Linked DNA regions of Oryctolagus cuniculus: region 2 is linked to region 1. A link is a contact called in public Hi-C data. All regions are on one chromosome and are shown on one strand. Each heading gives the region's core, a stretch centred on a gene start, on an enhancer-like site or on the middle of the called end of the contact. The rest is flanking DNA. Distances are from core to core; before and after follow the strand shown. Region 1 overlaps NOL10 (nucleolar protein 10). Region 2 has its middle 57 kb from the start of ODC1.

The links. A called contact is a pair of places that touch in the nucleus more often than the background predicts.
Region 2: a contact with region 1 is called in a Hi-C map of an unstated tissue, with 2.9 times the contacts expected there. The contact joins two enhancer-like sites. A contact is called at or near these places in 2 of 6 Hi-C or Micro-C datasets (ear pinna and an unstated tissue).

Annotation. Positions count from the first base shown.
Region 1 is chr2:191,817,140-191,823,582 of mOryCun1.1, forward strand. NOL10 (nucleolar protein 10) reads left to right here. Exons shown (of 21, transcript XM_002722390.5): 10 at 2,721-2,799; 11 at 4,786-4,935. Among named protein-coding and RNA genes, the nearest start is that of NOL10, 29 kb to the left of the region's middle. Within about 2 kb of position 1,637, at least 3 of the 8 cell types and tissues checked have an H3K27ac peak or open chromatin away from gene starts, as enhancers often do.
Region 2 is chr2:191,917,945-191,923,566 of mOryCun1.1, forward strand. No RefSeq gene overlaps it. Among named protein-coding and RNA genes, the nearest start is that of ODC1, 57 kb to the right of the region's middle. Within about 2 kb of position 2,312, at least 1 of the 8 cell types and tissues checked has an H3K27ac peak or open chromatin away from gene starts, as enhancers often do.

The DNA of each region.
Region 1 (6,443 bases), core at 387-2,886:
CCGGCGCCCCGACCGGGACTAGAACCTGGTGTGCTGGTGCTGCAAGGCGGAGGATTAGCCTAGTGGGCCGTGGCGCTGGCTTATTTGCAATATATCTTAGAGTGTTTCTATTTTAAATTTAGTGGTTATGATAGAAATAATATTGGAGTTACTTAAGGAAGGGTTGTAAAACAGTCTTAACTTTGGTCTTTAGAAACAGAGTATTTATTTAATCTGAATAGAATACTGATTCACAAACATTTTGAGTGGTCTCCTTTGTCCTTAAAGGTGGAACATTTCCAGTGGTTTTTGCTTATTTAAAAAGATCACTTTGTTATTTAGAAAAATGATTTATACTTAATATAAAGAAGATACTAGGAAGTGCCAAAAAGAACACTTAAAAATGTAAAATGACCTCTGAGTGCAAGACAGGTGTAGCTTAAATCATCAGATCCCTGTTGGTACATGCAGGAGGGTCAAGGTTTCAGTGTTACATGTTCTCATACAGACCTCTGGTTAATTTCCTTAGGGAGAATACCCAAGCCTCAGACTTCTGAGTTAAACAGTGTGCATGTTTTTAGGGCATTTGGCACGTGGCTAAATTGCCTTACAGGAACCCACCCACCACATGCTTATAGAACGCTCCTCCTCACCCCGCCCTCCTCGGCTCGTGGCATCTGCCCCAGCATCGTCACTGACGTGAGGGCGCAGGGAGAGTCTGGGGATGCTGGTGAAGTGACACCGAGTATTTACCCTCATTAACTTCTGTAATGCGCTAGGTACTGTCACCGTACCTCTCCATGGCACACACACTGTGCAGCCTGACAGTCGTGTTCAAGAGCGCACTTGTTGCTAGGGGAGGTGTTCTGTGCATGTCCCCAGTGGAAAAGCAGGCCAGTGGTTGCCTGTAGAGCTGAACACTTCTTGTAGGAAAACAGTGAACATGTAAGTGTAGGCAGAGGAACAAAGTCGGGGTATTTACCAAAATGTTGACTCATTTTTGATTGATTTTGTTGATTTAGTTTTGGGTGATTTTACTGATTTATTGTCACTTCTGTTAGGTAACAAAGTTCTGGAAGGCGGAGCCAGCACAGCAGGAGAAAGGGTGGGGGTGGGGGGCTGGCGTGGTCCCAGACTGGGACTGTCTGCCGAGAACCTGGAAACCTTTCAGAACTGGTGGGCTGGGTACAAAGTAAATGTGCAGCAGTCGATGGTTTTGGTATTTTTCAGCAAAATCCAGTTAGAAAAATAAGAGAAAAAGTGCTCACTTTTAGCAACAAATATTATAAAGGACTAAGCAATAAACTTCATACCTGTATGAAGAAAATAACAAATTTTATTAAAAAACAAAGTTTAAGTGGAGAAAATATATCACTATACTGGAGAATGATTTTTTTAAAAAGATTTATTTATTTACCTGAAAGAAGGAGTTACAGAGAGAAAGAGAGAGGAGACAGAGAGAGAGAGAGAGAGAGAGACAGAGAAAGGTCCTCCATCTACTGCTTCGCACCCCAAATGGCCCCAACAGCGGGGGCTGGGCCAGGTCGGTGCCAGAATGTTGGCCCCTGGGAACTGAGTCTCATGGGTTTTGGAGCGCAAAGGAGCACAGCGCGGCGGTCAGGCCTCCAGGGTCCCGAGTGCCGTGTAGTTCCGAGCGGAGGCTTTAGGTGGCAGAAGAGACTTGGTGAAGCTGCAGCCCCAGCCTGGCCCGGCGGCGAGGCTGACGCCTCTGAGCCCGCGCCTGGCGCTCTCCCCACTGCCGAGCGTTGCCGTCGGTGCTGGGGCTCGCGTTGGCGTGAGGAGCACGTTGCTCTGGTCATGCCGTTCATCTGGCTTTAGAGTCCAATGGCCTCATCTGACAATTAGTCTTTTTCTTTGCTTTTTAAAAAGATGTATTTATTTATTTGAAAGTGAGAGAGAGAGTCCATCTCCATTTGCTGGTTCACTCCCCAAATGACCACAATGGCTCAGGCTGGGCCAGGCTGAAGCTCGGAGCCTTGAACTCCATCTGGGTCTCTTACATGGGCAGCAGGGATCCAGGCGTTAGGCCGTCTTCCACTGCTTTCCCAGGCATGTTAGCAGGGGGCTGGATTGGAATCAGAGTAGCAGGGACTCGAACCAGCGCTCTGATATGGAATACCAGCTTAACCTGGTACCCCGTAGTGCTGGTCCCTGCAGATTAGTCTTTGTTTTAGCTAATTTTAAAGTGAAAATGCACATACCCATGTTCAAATATAAAATTTCTTCCTATTAGTTAAAAAGGAGGATGCTTCTGCAGATACCTTACTCTGGCTTAATCACAGTGCAGGCGTCCGCCCAGGAAGTGAGACCTCTGCACTGCACGTTGCAGCACCTGGGTCTAGTTCCGGGCTCTGGCTCCTGGCTGCGTTTTCCTGCCAGTGCAGAACCTGGGAGGCGGTGCCGAAGGCGCAGTTAAGTGGACTTCTGCCCCCACGTGGGAGCCCTGCAGTGAGTCCCTGGCCCGTAGTTTTGGCCCGGCCCAGCCTCAGTGGTCGGCAGCACTTGGGGGTGAAGCGGGAGTTGGGAGCTCCCTCTGTGGTGCTCTGCCTCAATTCATAAATTAAGCAGCAGCGTGACAGGTCAAGGTGGACTGCGTCTGTGTGTCTGGAGGCTGGACGTGTGATTCTCTGCTAGAGCTAAAATGAGGCTGACAGCGGATGCGCTTGTTACGTGGCGGGTTTGGCCGTGTGTTCATGGACCCTGAATATTTTCCCTTTCAGGATAAGCAGTCTGCCCACCATCTCTGCTTTGAAGTTTCATGGTGCTTTGACCATGGCAGTTGGAACATCGACAGGGCAGGTAAATGTGTTGAAGCTGGAAACTTGATATAAAGTTGGCATTCGGGGACACCGTGTTATGAGAAGCACGCTGTGGGAACAGAGAACGAGGCGTCGCTGTTTTGGCCAGAGTGGAGAGGATGCCGCAGCGTGTCTCATTCCTCCAGCATTTGAGAAGCCTTGACCTTGCCCTGTGGCTGGCCTGAGATGCTGTGGAGCTGGAGTTACAGATTTGTAGGCCTTGGGTGCTGTCTTGGTAGTAGCTGGAACAGCGTGTTCCAGGTCCTGGGGTTGAAGCGTTTGGAATTCTGCCAGACTCCTGGTCTTAGAGACTTGCGGTGGGTTCACACGTGCACTGATGGCTCGGAGGAGCCCTGCAGACGAGAGATGTGTTTAACAAGTGTGAGCTCATTTGTGAGCTCCCGGAGCCTTCTCCCGTGGCTCCAGTAGACACATCCCAGCTGTGAGAGCAGAGGACCGTCTGAGTGCATTAGCAGTTCCCGGAGCTGTCTGTCTGTCCTTCAAGACAGAGCCCACTGCTGTCCCCAGGGAGGTCTGACGTCCTGCTGTAATCGATTTGCTTCCTCTGTCATCACCGGCTAGCGGGGGTCTGGCACTAAGACCCAGCTTCTAACGATGGGGTCAGACGAGGATTCCCCTTCTCCCAGACGGGGCTGGCCTGGCACCACCCTCCCTCTGGACTCTGTTCTTGTTTTGTTTTGTTTTGTTTTGTTTTGTTTTAATTTATTTGACAGATAGAGTTAGACAGTGAGAGAGAGAGACAGAGAGAAAGGTTTTCCTTCTGTTGGTTCACCCCCCAAATGGCCACTACGGCTGGAGCTACGCCGATCCAAAGCCAAGAGCCAGATGCTTTCTCCTGGTCCCCCATGCAGGTGCAGGGCCCAAGCACTTGGGCCATCCTCCACTGCACTCCCTGGCCACAGCAGAGAGCTGGCCTGGAAGAGGAGCAGCCGGGACTAGAACCTGGTGCCCATGTGGGATGCCGGCGCTGAAGGCGGAGGATTAACCAAGTGAGCCACTGTGCCGGCCCCTGTTTTTTTTTTTTTTTTTTTTTTTTTTAATGATTTATTTATTTATTTGGAAGGCAGAGATACCAGAGGCGGCGGGGAGGAGTCTTCCATCTGCTGATTCACTCCCCAGATGGCCACGACGGCCAAAGCTGAACTGACCCGAAGCCAGGAGCCAGGAGCTTCTTCTGGGTCTCCCACGCAGTGCAGGTGCCCAAGCCTACCTGCTACACTGCAGCACCAGCCCCTCATTCTCTTTTATATCATTTGCTGTGGCTGTGCCTGGTGTGTCGGAGGCTCTCTGATGTATTTGTTGAATAAGCAAGTGAGACAAGTTCTTTTTTTTTTTTTATCTTTTTTTTTTAAAGATTTATTTTATTTATTTGAATGACAGAGTTACAGAGAGAGTTAGAGACAGAGAAAGGTCTTGCATCCGCTGGCTCACTCCCCAGATGGGCGCAACAGCCAGAGCTGCGCTGATCCGAAACCAGGAGCCAGGAGCCTCTTCTGGGTCTCCCACGTGGGTGCAGGGGCCCAAGGACTTGGGCCATCTTCTACTATTCCAGGCCACAGCAGAGAGCTGGATCGGAAGAGGAGCAGCCAGGACTAGAACCGGTGCCCACATGGGATGCCGGTGCCTCAGGCCAGAGCGTTAACCCACTGCGCCACAGCACCGGCCCTGAAACAAATTCTTGCAGAATTTTTTTTTTATAAAAGTGATTTCTTAGCATAGCTCAGTAGTTGTCAAACTTAGTGTGCCTAAAAATTAATGCTCAGGGTTGAGCTCATAAAGCTGTGTTCTCTAGAAATAATCTAAGAGATTTTTCTAGAACATTACTGGCTGACTTTAGAATCTTAGCACCCTGAGTAAGGGTTTTCATTTTCGTCAGGTGATGAACTAGATGGGAGCCGTCAGTCTGTTTCTTTTTAAGGTAAAATATTTAGTTTGCGTGAGCAGAATAACTTCCTTCCTGTTTCAGGTGTTGCTGTATGATCTCCGCTCCGACAAGCCGCTGCTCGTTAAGGACCACCAGTACGGGCTGCCCATCAAGTCGGTGCACTTCCAGGACTCCCTGGACCTGGTCTTGTCTGCCGACTCCCGGATTATCAAAATGTGGAATAAGAACTCGGTACGAGTTTGTGGTGGACATTACTTTCTTCTTATTTGTGTGTGTTCCCAGTGTGCCTTCTCTCAGTGATCAGGGGTCCTGAGGAAGAGGTGTTTCATCTCTCTGTCGCGTAGGAGGAAGTCAGTTGCCTCAGGTCACCCAGGCGTGATGGCTTTCTCCCTATGAAAAAGTTCTCCTGATCCGCTAGAACTGGCGTGCATTGTAGGTGTTCCCTGCACAGATGGAGAAAAAAATCACTGAGTCTTGAGGCGGGGACTGTTGTGGCGCAGTGGGTTAAGCCGCTGCCTGCGGCACTGGCATCCAGTATGCACACTGATTCGTGTCCCAGATGCTCCTCTTCCAGTCCAGCAGTGGAGGATGGCCCAAGTCCTGGGGTGCCTGCACCCACATGGGAGACCCAGAAGAAGCTCCCGGCTCCTGGCTTCGACCCAGCCCTGGTCATTGCGGCCATTTGGGGAGCAAACCAGTAGATGGACGACTTCTGTCTCTCTCTCTCCCTTTATATACAACTCTGACTTTCAACATAAACAAATCTTTAAAAAGAACAAAAAGAGCCACTGGGGCAAGTGTTTGGCACAGTGGCTACGTCATGGCTTGGGCATCCCATGGTCAGAGCCTGGGTTTGAGCCCCAGCTCTGCTTCTGCTCCAGCCTCCTGCTAATGCACACCTTGGGAGGCAGCGGGTGTTGGCTCAAGTACTCTGCCACCCACGCAGGATACTTCGATGGATTTCTTGGCTCTTGGCTTTGGCCTGGCTCAGCCCCAGCTATTGCAAGTATTTGGAGAGTGAACCAGCAGGTGGAAGATAAGATAAGATAAATCTCCCCCCCCCCCCCACCTTTCTGCCTTTCAGAAGAAATAAATTAAATAAATTAAAAGTCCATCCCTGAGAGACCTCTGAGATCCTGAGGCTCTCACAGCCTGAGGGTGTTCATGGGCTGCTCTGTCAGTAGTATTATGAATCTTTTGTTTGTTTGTTTGTTTTTTGACAGGCAGAGTTAGACAGTGAGAGAGAGAGAGAGACAGAGAGAAAGGTCTTCCTTCCGTTGGTTCACCCCCCAAATGGCCGTTATGGCCGGCGCACTGTGCTGATCTGAAGCCAGGAGCCAGGTGCTTCTCCTGGTCTCCCATGGGGTGCAGGGCCTAAGGACTTGGGCCATCCTCCACTGCGCTCCCGGCCACAGCAGAGAGCTGGACTGGAAGAGGGGCAACCAGGACAGAATCCGGTGCCCCAATCAGGACTAGAACCTTTGGTTCCAGACTTTCCCTCACCTCAAATAATCGGATTTTAGAAGTGACACTTCTACAATGATTTTTTCTAATATTTTTCTTAAAAGCTGTATTTTCTTAAGAATATTTTGTTCTTCCTGACCTTCAACTCCAAGTGTCATTTTAAAAAGTAATAATCCTATATTGCTGGTTTGGATAGCTGTCTATTTTTCATTTTATTTAATTTTTGAAGACTTATTTATTATTTAATTTGAAAGGCAGAGTTACGGAGAGAAGTA
Region 2 (5,622 bases), core at 1,062-3,561, 100 kb after region 1:
TTTTTTTTTTTTTTTTGACAGGCAGAGTTAGACAGTGAGAGAGACAGAGAAAAAGGTCTTCCTTCCATTGGTTCACCCCCCAAATGGCCGCCGCTATGGCTAGCGCTGTGCCGATCCAAAGCCAGGAGTCAGGTGCTTCTCCTGGTCTCCCATGGGGTGCAGGGCCCAAGCACCTGGGCCATCCTCCAGTGCACTCCCGGGCCACAGCAGAGAGCTGGCCTGGAAGAGGGGCAACCGGGACAGAATCCGGCGCCCCGACCGGGACTAGAACCCGGTGTGCCGGCGCCGCAGGTGGAGGATTAGCCTAGTGAGCCGCGGCGCCAGCCCTCCTGCAGACTTGTCAATGCACCCTCCTACAGTTTGGCGCCTCTCATTTGTGCGTGAATTTAAATGCATGTTCACTTCTCTCTCATTCTACCAGTGTGGTATCACAGGCATTTTCTGGTCATGAACCACTCATCCGTTATGGATGCGGGCTGTTCATGTGTCATTCCTTCAGTGCACGCATGCTCAGAGCCCACCACGTGTGTGCCAGGCTCTGCCTGGTAAGAGAAGCGGGCAGAACAGGTGTCGTCCCAGCCCTGTGCAGCTTCCAGTCTGATGGGGAGCCAGGCCGGAAAGAAGGAGTTTGAAGGGTGACAGTGCTGTGAAGGAGAGTGCTGGGTGCCCTGGGTAAGCGACAGGAGGTTCCAACAGGAACCCACCCCACTCTGAGATCTGAAGACTCTGCGGAAGTATCTAAACCGTGTTGCTGGTGTGTTGTTACACACCATGTGTTACATGTGTTACACACATGTTTGTGAGGCAGAGGAGTAGCATGTGCAAAGGCCCTGCCTCTGTGGGAGTGCCCGTAAGAGAAGAAGGAACCAGCTAAGGAGGCTGGTGTTGTGGCACAGTGGGTCAAGCCACTGCCTGTGATGCTGGGATCCCATATGGGCACAGGTTTGAGTCCCGGCTGCTCCACTTCCCATCCAGCTCCCTGCTAATGCACCTGGGAAAGCAGCAGAAGATGGACCAAGTGCTTGGGCCCCTGCCATACAGGTGAGCAATCTGGATGGCTTTGGCTTGTCCCAGTTTTGGCTGTTGTGACCATTTGGGGAGTGAACCAGCAGATGGGAGCTATCTCTCTCCCCCCACCCATAACTCTGCCTTTAAAATAAATAAATAAATAAATAAGTATTATAAAAAGAATAAGTAGGACAAAGAAACAACTGACCTCTCAAATACTTCATAAAATAGAATTATGGAAATAAATGTCAAAATTGCTACATTAAATAAAATAAAATACAAGCTTTGAAATATCTATAGCAAGCAGAAACTATAAAAACTTTATATGAGGCATTTTTTTAAAGAATCAATAGATATTCCTTACAGGAATAGAAAACACTACAACTGAAATTTTAAATTCAATACATAAGTTTAATGGACAATTAGATACAGACAAGGAGAGAATCAGTGAACTGGAAGAAAGGGTGGAAGAAGTTATCCAGGTGACCACACAGACGAAGGATGCAAATCATGATAAGAACAGGGACAGGAGAGAGGGTGATTTAATTGGCGTTTGAGAAGCAGCAGCAAGAGAGAAGGGGCATTATGGAAAGAGGTGATGTCTGAGAACTTTCCAGAACTGCTGAAAAATGTCACACCATACACGCAAGAAGCCTGACAATACCGAAATGCAAAGGACAAAACGTAACTGAGCCTGTTCCCAGACTCCAAGTGCCCATCGCAGTCCTGTCACTTAGTGGCCGCCTGGCCCAGCGAGGTGGCCAGGTACTAAGGCCACTCGGTCAGTGCTGGATCGAGTGGCGCAGGGGCAGCAGCTGCCTCTGCAGAGCCCACTCCGTAGGGCCTGCCCGGTGGGTGCCGTGATCAGAACAAGGATTTTGATCTCCTGTGGTTCTTGTTTATGGTGCAGGGTGGGGTAGGGGAATGGTGGACACCCTGTCCCCCACGGCCAGCTCCGCTTTCTGAGAAGTCCAAGCGCAAATCCCCTGTCTCTCCCTCGTCTGCCTGGGAGCTACCGAGCACCTAGACTCTGCAGCAAAGACGCACAGAGAAAATCGTCAGCTTTCTGAGTGTCAGCGCTGGGTTCCGGCTCCCTCCGGGGTGGAGGAGCTGGGAAAGGCCAGGCCCAGGGTCAAGTTCAAGGCTCGGTTTTCTGTTCAGCTCCTCACTCCTCAGAGATTACAAGGAGGCGTGTGACCTTGTCCTCAGAGATTACAAGGAGGCGTGTGACCTTGTCCTCAAGGAACGGCATTGCGTCACCGGCTCCTGACAGCACGAACCAAGACCTGGGAGATTCCACAGAGCTCTCCGGAGTGACATAGAAACAGAGCAAACAGCCTGGTTACATAACCGCGACAGCAACGTGAGTCACGGCTGTGTCACGGGAGTCAGGCTGGTCACTGGAAAAGTAAAAGGATCTCCGGGCTGAGTCACCGGCCCACCCTCCCGGGGAGTCTCCGAACCCCAGGGGACTCCCGGCTGATTCACTCTGCCTTTGTCCTTTCTGTCACATCCCAGTGTCACAATGGAGCCCAGCCAGGGGCGGAGGGCCCTCAGAGGGCAGGGCCCCAGCCCCACGCCAGGCTTGGTCGGGTCTCCCAGGTGGGCTGTGCACCTGCACCCGAAGGCCACACCACTGAGCACCCCTGTGCTCCCAGAAGCCACTTGGGGCCAGCGCCACGGCTCACTAGGCTAATCCTCCACTTATGGCGCCGGCACCCCAGGTTCTAGTCCCGGTCGGGGCACCGGATTCTGTCCCGGTTGCCCCTCTTCCAGGCCAGTTCTCTGCTGTGGCCAGGGAGTGCAGTGGAGGATGGCCCAAGTGCTTGGGCCCTGCACCCCATGGGAGACCAGGAGAAGCACCTGGCTCCTGCCATCGGATCAGCGCGGTGCGCCGGCCGCAGCGCACCGGCCGCGGCGGCCATTGGAGGGTGAACCAACGGCAAAGGAAGACCTTTCTCTCTGTCTCTCTCTCACTGTCTACTCTGCCTGTCAAAAAAAAAAAAAGAAGAAGAAGAAGAAGAAGAAGAAGAAGAAGAAGAAGAAGCAGCAGCAGCAGCCACTTGGGCTCTCAAGATGCGTGATCCCGATCCGTCCTCCCAACAGCTCTGTGAGAGAGGCCGTGGCCTCATTCCACAGGCGAGAGAGCCCAGGCCCGGAAGGGCTGGGGACATGCCCGGATCCCAGACTTACCTGGGAACGACAGGCAGTACCCCTGCCCAGCCTGCCCCCTTCTGGCCGGGACAGGGGGCCTGCTGCAGCTTCTGGGCTGTCCTGGCCGGCACAGCTGGAGGGGCCCTTGCTTGCGTGGGTGGCTCCCCACCCAGGGCTTGAGCCTGCTGTGCACGGGCGGGGGTTCTCCTCCCAGTGGGTGGGAGAGGGGCTGGGACAGCAAACCAAGTGGAGCATTGGAGGCGGACTTTCGGTTGGGTGGACAGCGGCACTCGGTCTCGCTGCTGTTCTTTGATAGGCGATGCCGTGAACGAGCCGCCCGAGACCCTGGGGTGGGAGGGGAGGTGTCACTGGGTTCTGTGCTGCTGTGGGCACTCCGAGGGCAGGTCTGCTGGCAGCCCTCTGCCCCACGCTGTTCTGCACCGTGGAAACCCGCCCAGAATGACAACTGTCCAGGCAGGCTGCTCACCGGGCAGGGCGGCGGGGAGGGGCCCCTCTCGCAGGGAGTTCCGGCTGAGCCACGAGAAGGCACGCTACTCCCATGATCCACGGCGTGATTCACCTGTCCGTGTCCGTCACGGCTGGCGTGACCCACTTCCCAGCCTCATCTCCTGTTAGTGTTCAAACGTGCAGATGAGCCAACCGCATGGGCACAGGTCCCGTTGCCCTGGGGCCTCAGGGGAAGTCTAGAAGGGCCAGACCCTCTGCGTCCAGTCTCCGAGAAGTGGACACAAACCCCTGCCCCCTCCTTCTGCAGGGGCTTCCTCGTGACCTTGAAGGTTGTCGCCAAGCCCAGGGGTCCCAGAGGGACCCTTGCTTTTGCCAGTCCCTGTCGCCAAGGTGGTGCCTGCTATAGCCACAGAGCCAGGACCACCCCTCTGACTCCCACGGGGCAGGCCTGCGGGCTCTGTGCCAGCCTCCAGGTGCCAGCCCCTCACAGCCCTGCACACTGGGCTGCCGCTGGTCCAGAGCATGCCCCAGATGAACCCCATGTGGAGCAGACCCAGCCCTCCCTGCCTGGCCAGACTGGACCGAGGTCCCTCCCTCCCGGCCTTGGTCTCCCCCACCACACTGAGCACCCAAGGATGCTCAGCTTCACCGGCCTCCCTCCACGCCTCCTGGACGGACTGCAGGTCCGCACGTGAACACCAAAGGGCATGGAGGGGCTGGCTGAGGTCCAAGGCCCTCGGCGGGCAGCAGGGGCTGCCAGGGGCTCTCCTCCTTGGTTCCCCAGTTCCCAGGAAGAACACAGCTGCCTCTGTCCCTTCCCCGCGTTGCCATCAGCTGAGCTGTGTCCGGGAAGGAAGATGGGAGGATGCAGCCACAGCTGGCCGGCATCTGTCCCACGCTAGTGCCGCTTCCAAAGGGAGGCACTGACCGGTGTGCGAGCTCGGGCTCCTTCGTCCACCCAGAATCGTTTAGTGCCCCTAGAACTGTCACCTGCCGCATCTCCCCGCCCCCTGTGAGGAGGGGGACAGAAGCACGTGGGCTTCATCGGGGGCTCTGGGCAGGCACCTCTGGGTCTCCCCGTGCCTCCCCCTCCTCGCCGGTCGGCTGGCGGTTCTTCCCGGCAAGCCTTCGGAGGTGAGAAGTGGTGCCCGTAAGAGACGTCGCCCTGATCCGGGGTAAGCAAAGTTTTCCTCGCCAGACAGGAGAAGTTCTGCCCTCCAGGGACAAAGCAGCCAAAGCAAGGACCACGGGGCGGCAGGCCGGCCACAGAGCAGGTGTGCGTGGAACACCCGGGGGCCTCGGCAACTCTGTGGGAACGGAACTGAAACCTAAGTGCCAATAACGCTTCCGTCCGTGCACGCGCGAGCTCTTCAGAAAGTTCCTGGAAAATGCGGCTGAGGAAGGAAACTGTGTGCGGGCTTTGACATTCTCATACAAAAGCGAATGCATAGTTTTTCAAGTTTTTTTAAAAGCAGAATTAGAGAGAGAGAGAGAGAGAGAGAGAGCGCTTCCATCACTGGTTGACTCTCCAAAGGGTTGCAATGGCCAGGGCTGGTTCCAGGCAGAAGCCAGGAGCCAGGAGCCAGGAGCTCCATCCAGGTCTCCCGCGTGGGTGGCAGGGCCCAAGCTTGGCCCAAGCCATGCTCTGCTGCTTTCCCGGGAGCCTTAGCAGGGATGGGAAGTGGAGCAGCTGGGACTCGAACCGGCACTCATACAGGACGCCAGAACACCATCCCCAGTAAATGTATACTCTAATTCTAATTCTATCTTCCATGAGCTTTTGGAAGTGCACTCATACTTCTAAAGGAGTTATATTCCAAATATATTAAAAATTCCCACAAACCAGTAACGGGGCCCACAAACCAATAGTGCAACAGGCAAAGGGCTTGACTCGGCTGTTCCCAAGAGAACAAGTCCAGTGGCCAGGAAGCAAAGGAAAACACAGGATTTCATCAGGGAAATGCAAATGAGTCGATGATGACACACAGCCAC